Regions from separate parts of the Gossypium hirsutum genome. Here region 1 is linked to region 2. Evidence: chromatin contacts called from public Hi-C data. All regions are on one chromosome and are shown on one strand. The core of a region is the stretch at or near the end of the contact, and the rest is flanking DNA. Distances in the headings are between cores, read along the strand shown. Region 1 has its middle 8.7 kb from the start of LOC107955641. Region 2 holds the start of LOC107955684 (choline-phosphate cytidylyltransferase 1).

The links. Hi-C and Micro-C count contacts between places; a contact is called where the count stands out from the background.
Region 1: a Hi-C map of anther shows a contact between it and region 2, with 4 times the contacts expected there. The contact joins the enhancer-like site here to the promoter of LOC107955684 in region 2. A contact is called at or near these places in 4 of 34 Hi-C or Micro-C datasets (anther and leaf).

The regions. Positions count from the first base shown.
Region 1 is chrA07:86,730,205-86,736,272 of Gossypium_hirsutum_v2.1, reverse strand. No RefSeq gene overlaps it. Among protein-coding and RNA genes, the nearest start is that of LOC107955641, 8.7 kb to the left of the region's middle. Within about 2 kb of position 2,977, at least 9 of the 9 cell types and tissues checked have an H3K27ac peak or open chromatin away from gene starts, as enhancers often do. A contact at or near this core is called in leaf, where this site is marked.
Region 2 is chrA07:85,892,584-85,898,289 of Gossypium_hirsutum_v2.1, reverse strand. LOC107955684 (choline-phosphate cytidylyltransferase 1) reads right to left here and starts at 3,068. Exons shown (of 8, transcript XM_041116530.1): 1 at 2,801-3,068; 2 at 2,392-2,505; 3 at 1,774-1,869; 4 at 1,532-1,574; 5 at 1,291-1,446; 6 at 1,135-1,215. The coding sequence starts at 2,925.

The sequences.
Region 1 (6,068 bases), core at 1,728-4,227, 840 kb before region 2:
ATTCAAATTTCTCCAAATTCGGAAGAAACAAATAGTGATTAACAGACTGCTATTGGGTCTTCAAATGTTCCGAATACAGTTGACGAACCTGTAGAAATTCAAATTAATGTTAACTTTAATTTACATGCATGTTGAATTTTATTATTGATTTTTGTTTCAAATTCTTATGTTATCATATTCAATTTTTTTAGCTGAAAATGGTGGGAGGCACAAAACTCGAGGACGTGCACTATTAAAGGATTTATACAATCTAAATTCTGTAGAGCATGTCAAGGTATCCAGAAACAGTCAGGGTCAGCCTATTGGATCAGAAGCTCGAGTTTTAGCAGGATACTTGGGCATTATAGCACGAAATGTCAATCTGTTGCCAATCAACTACGAGTCATGGCATCATATGCCTGATAGTAACAAAAATCATGCTCTGGATAATATTAAGGTAATAACGTGAATGTAATTTATAATACTTTGGTTTAATTTTCATTTATATTTACTTTTTAAACTTGTGTTATTTGCAGGAGAGATTTGTTTTAGAGGTCTCGGATAATTATGTGAAGAAAGCATTAGCAAAGAAATGGAGAGACCATAAATGCACTTTAAAAAAGGAATATTTTAAGAAAAATATAAACCTTGAAGAGAAATTGCAAAATGTCCCACCGAGAATGCTGAGGTACTAATGGGAAGATGTAGTTAGATTTTGGAATTCAAAGAAATGAGAGGTATTACGTACTTCTAAACTCTTATAATTATTTCGGTTTATAGTATTTACTATATACATAATAATAATTTCATAATGTAGGATCGTGAGCGAGTTGGAACTATAAGTAGGCAAAAACAAAAATTCACGCACATAGCTAGGTGAAAAGGTTTTGCTTGTGTAGCTAATGACGAGGTATTTTGAATTTATTACTTGTGTCAAATATTAATTATTTTTTACTAAATAATATTTTTCCTACTATATTGTAGGAATTGTTGTTTGGTCAAAAAGTTGGACACCTTCAGCTTTTTGATATTACACATAGAAAGAAAGATGGATTTTCTATGACTACTGAAGCTGCAAAAATTATGGTATATTTACTTAATAAAATTTGAATTAATTTAAATATTTATCATGTTTAATTATAATGGTTTAAGTCGTCGTTTGTAATGCAAATAATGCCAAGTTATGTTGCATTTGCTTGATTATATATTTCGTTACTAACTCCTTAATTGATTTATTAGGAGAAACTAAAGGATAAAAAAGAGGAGTATAAAGTTACGGTTTCAAGTGATAGTTCTGTTAATCTGGACAACATTGATAACCGAGTTATTACTGAAGTTTTGGGTCCTGAAAGGTATGGTCGGTTCAATTTCAAGGATCTTTCATTAGCCCAACCCAATATTTTGGATCCAGCTCACAGCAGTACATGCCTTCGGTGAATCAGCTCAAGTTAAAATTCAATGTTAAGAGACCGGATGACTCATATGCAAGCTAGCACAATTGAGAAAATTTCCCAACTTAAAGTGGAGGCTCAAGCTAAAGTTCAATGTTAAGAGACTGGATGGCTCATATACAAGCGAGCACAATTGAGAAAATTTCTCAACTTAAAATGGAGGCAGCATCGAGAGAAGCAGAGGCTAAAAGAAAATATGATGAACTCCAGCTACAACTTAAAAACGGAGGCAGTAGTAAGGGAAGCAGAGGCAGCAGTAAGGGTAGCAGAGGCAACAAGAAAATATGACGAACTCCAGCTACAACTTTAAAATATAATGAAGATGTTTCAACAGAATCAATCGCATAATCCATCATCTTAGATTTTTTTTCTTATTGTGAGGATATCTTAACAATATAACTTTTGATTATATTTTAAGAATATCTTAACAATATAACTTTTGATCATATTTTGTTATTTCAGTTATTAATTTAGATCATATACATATTTCTTTTGTGATAGTATCATTTATGTAATGGCTCATTTTTGCTCGGCCCGCAATAAACCCAGAAACATAAATTAAAAACCAAAATAATAAAAAATAAAAGTCCAATGTTCGTTTACAAATCTTCAGTCTTAAACCAAACCAAACCCAAACATTAAATTCAAATCACTAACCCAATACCCAAATTAATACCCTAGCCCAAAACACAAATCAAATTATAATGGCCCAATGAAAAACCAGCTAGGGCCCGAAAGTTTGATATTTTCAGAACCCTAGGGTTCCCTTTTCCCCTTGCGTCGCTGCTGCCTTGGTGCCAGCTTTCACGCGCGCCATTGCCTCAGCCACGTGCGCCACGTTTCACGCCCACGAACGGTTTCTCCACGCCATACACACCTGCAATAGACTAACAAGCAAGGGAGCAGTGGACAACAAATAACAGCAAATGACAGCAATGAAATTGTATTTTAATCTGTATTTTTTTCTTTTATTTATTTTATTTTTTCGGCTATAAAACCGAATAAAAATGATGTAAATAGGATTGGTTTTTTCTAGAAATACACACACATATTTTACAAGTACAAATCTACAAAAGTTTGAATAAGAAATCATCTCGAGAGTAGCTTTTCAAAAGGTGATTTAGATTTTATTTTCTTTTCGATTCAGCTCCTATTTTTTTAAAGCTTTGTTACTACGTATGAAAGCAAAAAAATAAGTAAAAGGGAGAGACTTAACTTTTTTTGGAAGCTTCAAAATCCTTGTTTGTTTCATGGTAATCGAAGCCTAGATGAGGATTGAAGTTAAAGCCTAGAAAAACTCGTGGATTTGCGGTCAAATAGGGCCAGATTAAGCTTTTGTCTGACGCCGTCTGTTGAATATGGAGACGAAATAGCGGTTGTGAAGTTTCCAGTTTCCGACCGAATGAATAAGGGATAGACCTTAGTTTTTGTTTTATTTTGATTTGCTTTTATTAGTTTTAGGGTTTTTACCTTGTTTTGTACAGAACATGAAACGGTACCGTCTGGAGGAAGAAGATCTACGCGCTGACCCGTTTTGTGGCCCAGATCCGCGCCCTTTTACTTCGAATGGTCAAATTGCACCCTTCGTCTTCGCGCAGACCTTATTTCCACTTTACTTCATTTCAAATTTGTCATAGAATTTGCGCGTATTTGCAATTTAATCCACGCCTAAACGCCATGTTTTGGGATCTGGAATATTTTCAGTTTTAATCCCTGGACATTCGTGCGCATTGCGCTTCAGTCATTATTTCAATTTCAATAGTTTTTATTTTATTTTATTAATTATCCCTCTAGTTTGATTTTTATTTCAATTAAGTTTTTTCCATTTTAGTTTGTATAATTCATTTTTTCATTTCTTATTTTTATACATTTTAAATTATTTTGTTTTTATTACAAAATTATTATTTTAAAATTACCTTTTATATATTATATTATTTCAAAATTTTGTATAATATTTAATTTAACTACCCTTATATATATTATTAATATATTTAGTTTATATTAAAATTGGTTTTATTTTATATACATTGATTAATTCCATGTTATTTTATATAATTGCTTTTAAATCTGTTTATTATGTATATAGCTTATTCTTTAGAAGACATATTTTATTATTTCTTTGTTATTTAAGATCCTTACATGTATATATTGTTTTATTATATATTGGTTTGTTATTTTTTCATGTATATTGTTTATCATTTATTTTATTATTTTCCATTATATATTGTGTACATTGATTTTTTCTATTATTGCACGTACATTATCACCTTTAAATAGATTTGTTTTTTTATGTTCTTGGCTCCAAATTTCTTCTTTCACAATATTTATTTTAATACTCATTTACATATTCTTAGTTTTATTTTTATATATGTACATTATTTCAAACCAAATCATGTGTTGTTCATTTTGTAAATTTTCATATATTTAATAGTTTTCAAATTATTTCCAAATTGTTTTGTATGCTATGTGTCGCTTTAGTTTTCATATTGTTTCATGTATTATCGTTTTTTATTGATTATTAGCCTTTTGCACTATTATTTAAATTTTTGTCCATCTATATCCGAAACTTGTTATATTTCTTTCTAATTAGTTTCTTGGATGCGAGCTCATTGCTATTGTGTGCATGTTAATTTGTTCTTTTTGTTTACTTGTATAATATTTCGTATAGTAATCCATGTTTGTAACTTTGATTTTTCTATATTATTGCATCGTGATTCAAATTTTAATATTTTGATTGATATTACTTGTCTCGTTTTTATTTCAAGAAAAATTAAATCGTTTTGAGCTAATTTCCCATTTTCCTTATTATTCAAAAGTTCTGAAATAAGGCAGTATTCAATATTTGGGAATTCGGGAAATTGTGCCCTACCGTGCTGGGTATGATTTTTCGTTGAATTAAATATTTGGATATCCTTTTATAATTTTAATGTACGAGCTTTTGAAAGTTAAAAATCAATCGTATTTTTGAAGGTATAAAGGATCGTGTCCAATCGTGCTGGATATGATGTTGTATATCTTTGAAACGAGAGAATTTTGACAGCTAACTTGAACTACTCAAACATTTTTAAAAGAACCATACTTTGAAAGATCCTTTTTAAAATCTTTGATATAAGGATAGCATTGAATCAATCTGGTACCAATTTTTGGGCATAATGAGAGTGCTCACCCTTCCTCATGCGTAATCGACTCCCGAACCCATTTTTTAAAAATTTTACAATATTGTTTCAAGTGGAACAAAACATTTTAGTAGGTGACCCAATCCCACCTAAGTAAAGAGATTGATGGCGACTCCACATGTTGTTTAAAAGTCGATCCCCGTTTTTTAAAACTCTAAAAAATAGTTTCGACAATTTAGATTTGAAGTTTGTTGTTGGATTTGAAGTTATAGGAAAATATGTTGAAAATTCAGGTTTTATATGAAATAAAATGGGTTGGTAAATTATGTTAATGTTAGTGAAGTTTTCCCACAAATGTCGCTATAGAACATGATCTTTAGCGGCACTTTTACTACAAATGCTGTTAAAGAACTTGATCTTTTGTGGCGCTTATAGCTACAAACGCCACAACATGCTCGACTCTAGTGCAGCGTTTTACTACATAAATGCCGCAATTTTGAGCTGCACTATCTAAAGCCACGTTTTTTGCGGTGCTTATAAGTGCCGCTATAGGGCCAAAAAATCACCGTTAAAAACCTGTTTTGCTGTAGTGTTAGTTTAATGTTATGTATGATTTGCAATTAAATTTATAGGTATGTGATGTTTTGTTTTTACGGACTTACTAAGCTTTATGTAAGCTTACTTTATTTGGTTTTACTTCTTTGTAGATTGTCGGACTTTTGCTATCAATTGGAATGTCATTGGATATCACACTATCCGACAACTCATTTTGTAGCTATTTGTTTATTTTGGCTGGTTATAAGTGGCATGTAAATAGGGTTTCAATATGCTTATGTTATTAAAAAAACTTGGTGATGACTTGTGTCATTTGGAATGTAAATTTGTATTTTGTGTTTTGGTATCTTGAAATGATAGTTTATCAATTGATGTCTTTCTTGAAGAATTGTTATTGAAATAACCACTTTGTTTTGGTAACTTATGAACTTGGGTTGAAGTATATTTGTGTTTGTAAGTTGGTTATAAATGGTTGATTATGGCATAAGTTATTTGCGACTTAATTGAGGATTGAATAAGGTTGACATGTTGATTATGTCATGGTTTGGATAGTTGTTGTTTATACTTTAATTATGGTGTCAATGAGGGCATATTGGTTAGACACATAGGTTGAATGTGAATTGGCATATTTTGGTTTAGAGTTTAGGGTTGTGTAGGTGAAATGGCTTGAATTTGAAAGTATTTTGGGTACACACAACTTGTGACACGATCTACCACATGGTCTGCCACACAGCCGTGTGCCTCACACAGTCTGTGACATGGTCTGCCACATGGCCGTGTACACGGGCATAGCTTGTTACACAGTTTGGCCACATGGTCATGTTTTTTGAGCGGCATAGGCTAAGCTTTGTCACACGACAAGGCTTGTGACCCCTGTTTTCACTTTTTACTCAAATTTTTGTGAAAAATTCATTTTAATTCAGAATTGTCCCTGGTTTGTTTTAAATGTTCCGTAAGCTCGAATTAA
Region 2 (5,706 bases), core at 1,819-4,318:
GCTGTAGTCTCCAACCAGACAGTCAATTCACCTAAATCCAACTTCTCTAGCCAGCATGATGAAGGTGCAACCATGCATAAAAGTACAAACATGATGCAGAATTGATCAAATATGAATCATGAATCAATTTAACAATTGATATTTTCAGCACTGCCCCAAGGAACAGATTTTAAGTTTAACAGTTCTTAAGCTGGCTCCTCCCTTCACCCAGGTTCTTCATGGTAAATGACTCTTTTTTGGGGTGGTTATTACCATGTATGCATATGTGTAAGTTTATAAAACATTTTATCAACTTTTGTAAGTAAAGGGTGGTAGAGGGAAAAATGACAGGCGGACAAATGGGGAGGTACCAGGGTGTTGTAACAAAGGGCAGGGGGGAAGAGATGAGTTATATGCATGTAATGCACAAATGTTTACTGAAAGGTCACAATGCTATTCTAGTTACATACACATGAAAGGTGTCTACACAATCTTACATTAATGAAATTGTAGAAGTCTAGAAAAAGCATAAACAAGTCAATATTAAATTACTTAGCTATGCAAGACTTCAACCTCTATACTGAGGTTATAAGGAGAATAACGTACCCTGAGGACAACATAATTTCGATATACTGCTGTTAATTAAGCCAAATGAAAACACACAAAAACTGTTCAAGCTTTTTTTCTTTTCAGTTTGATACAAGAGATTTTCCTAATATAGTTCCTCCAAAAGTTTAACTTGAATAAATTCAGGGAGTTTAGACTTCATACAAACATATAACATACATCCACATAAAAGAAATTCAGCATGACAATTATAATGACAAATAACTACATTAGAACCAAGCTAATTTTGCTACTTGGTTATTTCTCTAAGAAATGTTTACAACTTCAAGCCCCCAATTATTTATGCACATGATCCAAAATTTGAGGCAAATTTAAAGGAAAAATATGTGATAAAAATCCCTAAAGTATAACGGATAGACAAACTGTCAAGAACTGAGACAAAAGACTTCAAGTGCAATCAAAAAGCTAAAATCGCTATAAAGTGAGCATGGTGTAATAGTTTCCAATCATACAGCTTATGTGATACAAGCATAACAAAAAAGGGAACAATCATTAAACTAGATCAACCTCACATGAGAGTGAACATACCTTTTCTCCCACTTTTTCTTGTTGTTCCTTAACTTTCTCTTGTAGTTTCTTCAGTCTCATATTCACTCTCAATCTCTTTTCCTGTTGACATTAAAAAGGAATATCAAGGAAGGAGCATTCTCAACTAAAACAAGACATTCAAGACAGAGATCTTACCTTCACATAGCTAACTCCAAGCTCTTTCCTAGAATACCCACGGTCCAAGTTACGCAGCACGTATTGGTTATAATCTTTAACAATTCTCATTATGATATCTGACGTAGAAATCCCATCAGTTCGTTTTGTTTCCTTGAACTTCCCAGCAGCTTTAACCTGAGAGCATGAGGTTGCTTAATAAAATGCAAAATTTTAAAGCACCAAATACAACAAGTGGGCAGGATTGTCTCAATAAACTTACAAATTCGTACACATCATTCGCAGCTCCACTGGCATCAGCATAGCTGTAAACGGTTCATGGCAAAGTGTAAAGACTACATGAATATTTTAATGCTGGGTATTTACATATTTATCTGGAACTAGAAAGTAGTAGGAAATTTTATACAATTAGGCCCTGGGTTTTTATTTATATATTTATTTTCTTAACACCCTCACAGTCAACATTAATAATTTAATCTCAAAGCAAGAATTGTCTAGCCTTACGGAAGTGAATCATGAGCCACGTAGTCAATATTGTGTTTATCCAGAAATTCTTGATCGATCACCCATGGAGCATCAGGAATGACTTCATCAACCCACCTGTAACAAAATAAATAACGAAGTCATTCAAAGTGAATCTATATTTAAGGTTTCACTAAATGAATTAACAGTTATTTTGAGGAACAAAGTTAATTCACATCTTGCAAAGAAAAAATGAAAAATCTTATTATAAGAGAAGATAACTGATTTACTTCAAAGTGTAAACAAAAAGTTAAGTAAATCTATATTTCAGGTTCCACTAGATTGCAGCCTTTGCTAAAGGAAATTTACCGAGATTTTACTTCCTAAAAGCAATAATTGATTAAAAGAAAAGAAATAACACAACATCAAATTCTAACATAATTATTCCGTTGAATAGTAAAATTAAGCCTAATCCAAAAATTTTACAATTTTTATTCTTCAAATCTACTACTTTTACAACGAAAGGAAAATTTTCTTGAAAATCTCAAAAGCAAAACTCAAGTAGCAAAAGCAACAACCAAACTATACCTCAAATATGCATCCTGGGTGATCTTTTTTTTATAATTTCAGTAAAATAAACAGAGTGGCTGAGAGTTATACTTGCAATGGCGAAGGGATTCATAACGTTCTGATTCGGTCATAACAGTTTTGCCCTTGTACTTGTGTGTTGTTTCATCATTGCAACATCCAACCAGCAAATACGTATTGGGAAACCTAAAATCTCACAAAATTGAATCGCATAATCAGGGAAAAAGCAATCCAAGCATGCAGTTGTGGATATACAACATCAAGTAAAAGCATCTTTTATGCAAACAAACATAATAAAAATTTTAAAAAACTTGACATCAAAAAAAAAACCCAGAAAAGTTACACAGATAAAAAATAACCAAACATGAAGATTTTGAAAGAAATCCATTAATCACGGGAAAATTCGAAAGATACCCAGAAAAGTAATAAAATCAAACATTGAAAAAAGAGAGAGAGAGAGAGAGAAGGGATTAAAACGGACGATTTCTTGGCTTGTTCGAGGGAGCGAGCGTGGCCGAAGTGGAAGAGATCGTAGATCCCATCGGCGTAAACACGGACAGGGCGATCGGGATCGGAACTGTTGCTATTGTTACCGTTGTTGCTCATGGCGGAGATTCTAGAATTAAGAAAAAAGGGAAAAGGAAATTGGGAGTTCTGTTATTTCTTCTGTCTCATAATAATAAATAATAATACTAATAATAATATAAATTGGATTTCAATTTCTTTTCCTCTTTTACTCTTTGCGTTTATGATTTAACCTTGACTTAATACAGTCTTATATCATTTTATTAACTTGGGTTTAAATTTTTTTACCCCCTTCATTCTCAAATATTATAAAAAATTTATCAGTTTAATCCTTTAAATGTTAAAAAACTGATTAAAATATCCAATTAATCATAAAATGCTATGTATCAAATGATATTATCATTTTATAAAGTGGATGTTGAAAGGATTAAGTCTCAAAGCCTCAATGGAATGTGTCCTATGTGAGGATTTTGTCTCCTGCACTTTGAGGAGAGCCCGAATGGCTCACAGAGTATAGAGATTACTTAGGTATGCTAAGGTAAGATATAAAAGCCTTTATTGATGGTTCTATCTCTGGCAGGCACATTTTGCATTATTAATATTTCTAACAATATTGAAACCTTCCCGTGATATTGCAAGTCATATCTATATCAATCGAGGTGTTCTCTATACTCCGTGAACCCTTCAGGCTCTCCTCGGAGTACGAGAAACAAAACCTCCATGTAGAATAATACATTCAATTGAGGATCTGAGACTTATTCTTCCAAAAGTGAGAATAAAGTTCAACATGGAGACGCAAAATCGAAGACAATTAGAGAATTTACTATCTACATAATGAAAAGATGTTGTGAGAAGTATCAAAGAGAATTGATAGAGAAAGGAACGAGCCAGACCTTCACGAGAATCATGAAAAAATATTGGTAGATTTGGCGAATATGTCCTTGTTTGAGAAGGATAATAATGGTGAAGGAGTTTTGTGCCCAAAATAATCTTAAGCTTCAAAAGAGTATTTTTAATTTTAATTTTTGGAGAGATCAAATTCTACTTTTATTTTTATTTTAGGGGCATGTAATAACTATTTAGGATATTATATATTTTTTTTTTAAAATTAGAATTTTTATTATGTTTTGTTTTGTTTGAATCTTTATAGGTTTACCACATGTTTGGAGTCAAAAATTGTCCAAATTATTTGTGGAGAAGTAGTTGCCTTTATTTGTAGATTCGAGCTTAAATCGAAATACCCTTCTCTAACCTTTAAATATGAGGATAATGCGCTTCAACACACTTGAATCCATGTCCTCTTACATTGACAACAATGCCAATGCTAGTCGAACTAAGATTCAATCAACCTTTTCCATATACTTTTAAATATTGAAGACAATGTTTGATTTTATTGTGGGGGGGATTTTGGAATGTTTCATGCATGTTTTCTATATTTAGTAATTTTTGTTCAATTTTTAAAAATTTTCATGTTTAGGTTTTACATGTACTTAGAATTTTTTTTTTATTTGAGGACATTGGATGTGATTGCAAAGTAGGTAGCATGAGAGCTAATGTTATTGAATATGATAAGAAAGCATGCTATGTATTGTCCATAAAATAGTCCTTTGGAGTTTCTATCGTTGACTGTAACAGACTTTGAATTATTCACTTTCCGCTTTCGTGGTCATATCCAAAATTTGCGATTTTCTTTGGTAAATGTTGCATGTCTCATAAGGTGCATAGATTTGTAATAGACCATAAATGAATTATTAACTTTTTTGTATATCTTTAGTCATAATGTTTACAACCAAATGCATAAGGAATCTTATGTCTTCTATTGTTGAAAAAAATCTGTTAAGAAAATAATTTTACAGTTACAACAGAAGATTTAAAAGTTTTCAAAACTGAGCTACTTTGTGATATTTATAGTTATAAACTTCAATAGAATGGTAAATGTTTTTTGTTAAGTATGACTCCTATTTCAGTCAAATTTGAGAAATAATCTTCTAATTAAACTCTGTTTATTTGTTTCAATCAAACACTGATTAGTTTAGATTATTTTATTATTATTTGACCTATGAATTTAGCCTATAAATAGGCTCTTTTACAACTTTAGAAAATACACCCATTAGATATTAGAACTCATAATACATTTAGAGAATTTTGTGCTTACAGGTTCTTTGTTTTCAGGTTTTCGGGGTTTAATTTTTATCTCCATCTTTTGTACTATTCGTTCTTTTTCCATTATAGTAAAATTATCTTTACCCGTGGTTTTTTTTCCTCTTTGGAAGGGGTTTTCCATGTTAAATTTGTGTGTTCAATTTTTTAATTTATTCTGCTATTTTTTACTTGTTTCTTAATCGGGTCGATCCTAACAAGTGATATCAGAGCTAGTTCAATTTTCATAGATTAGCCCTGTAACACCCCCTAACCCAATTCGTCGCCGAAGGGGTTCTGAGGTATTACCTAACGATCACATCAACATTTGAACACTCATATAGCAAAATTAGACTGTACAATAATATGCTACCAAGCCGAATTTATAAATAAATATATTTCTAATAAAAATTTTAAGCTTATAAAAAGAATATGTTATAAAAACTCATGCCAATATAAAATTACACAGTAAACTCAACATGTATATGCAAACATAGTATAATGTATGCACATAACAAGAAAATATGAAAAGAATTCATTAATAAAACTAACACAAATCAGTGTCACGATTCCTTTGGTCTCTTTTGAACCTGGTTAGTTACCAACTCATTTGCTTATCGTTACTTACAAAATCAATTGACCATTTTACGAATTCATTTAAAAACAATTAATAGGTTAAATCGAATGCCATCAATGCTTGATATTTACTCAACAAAATAAGAT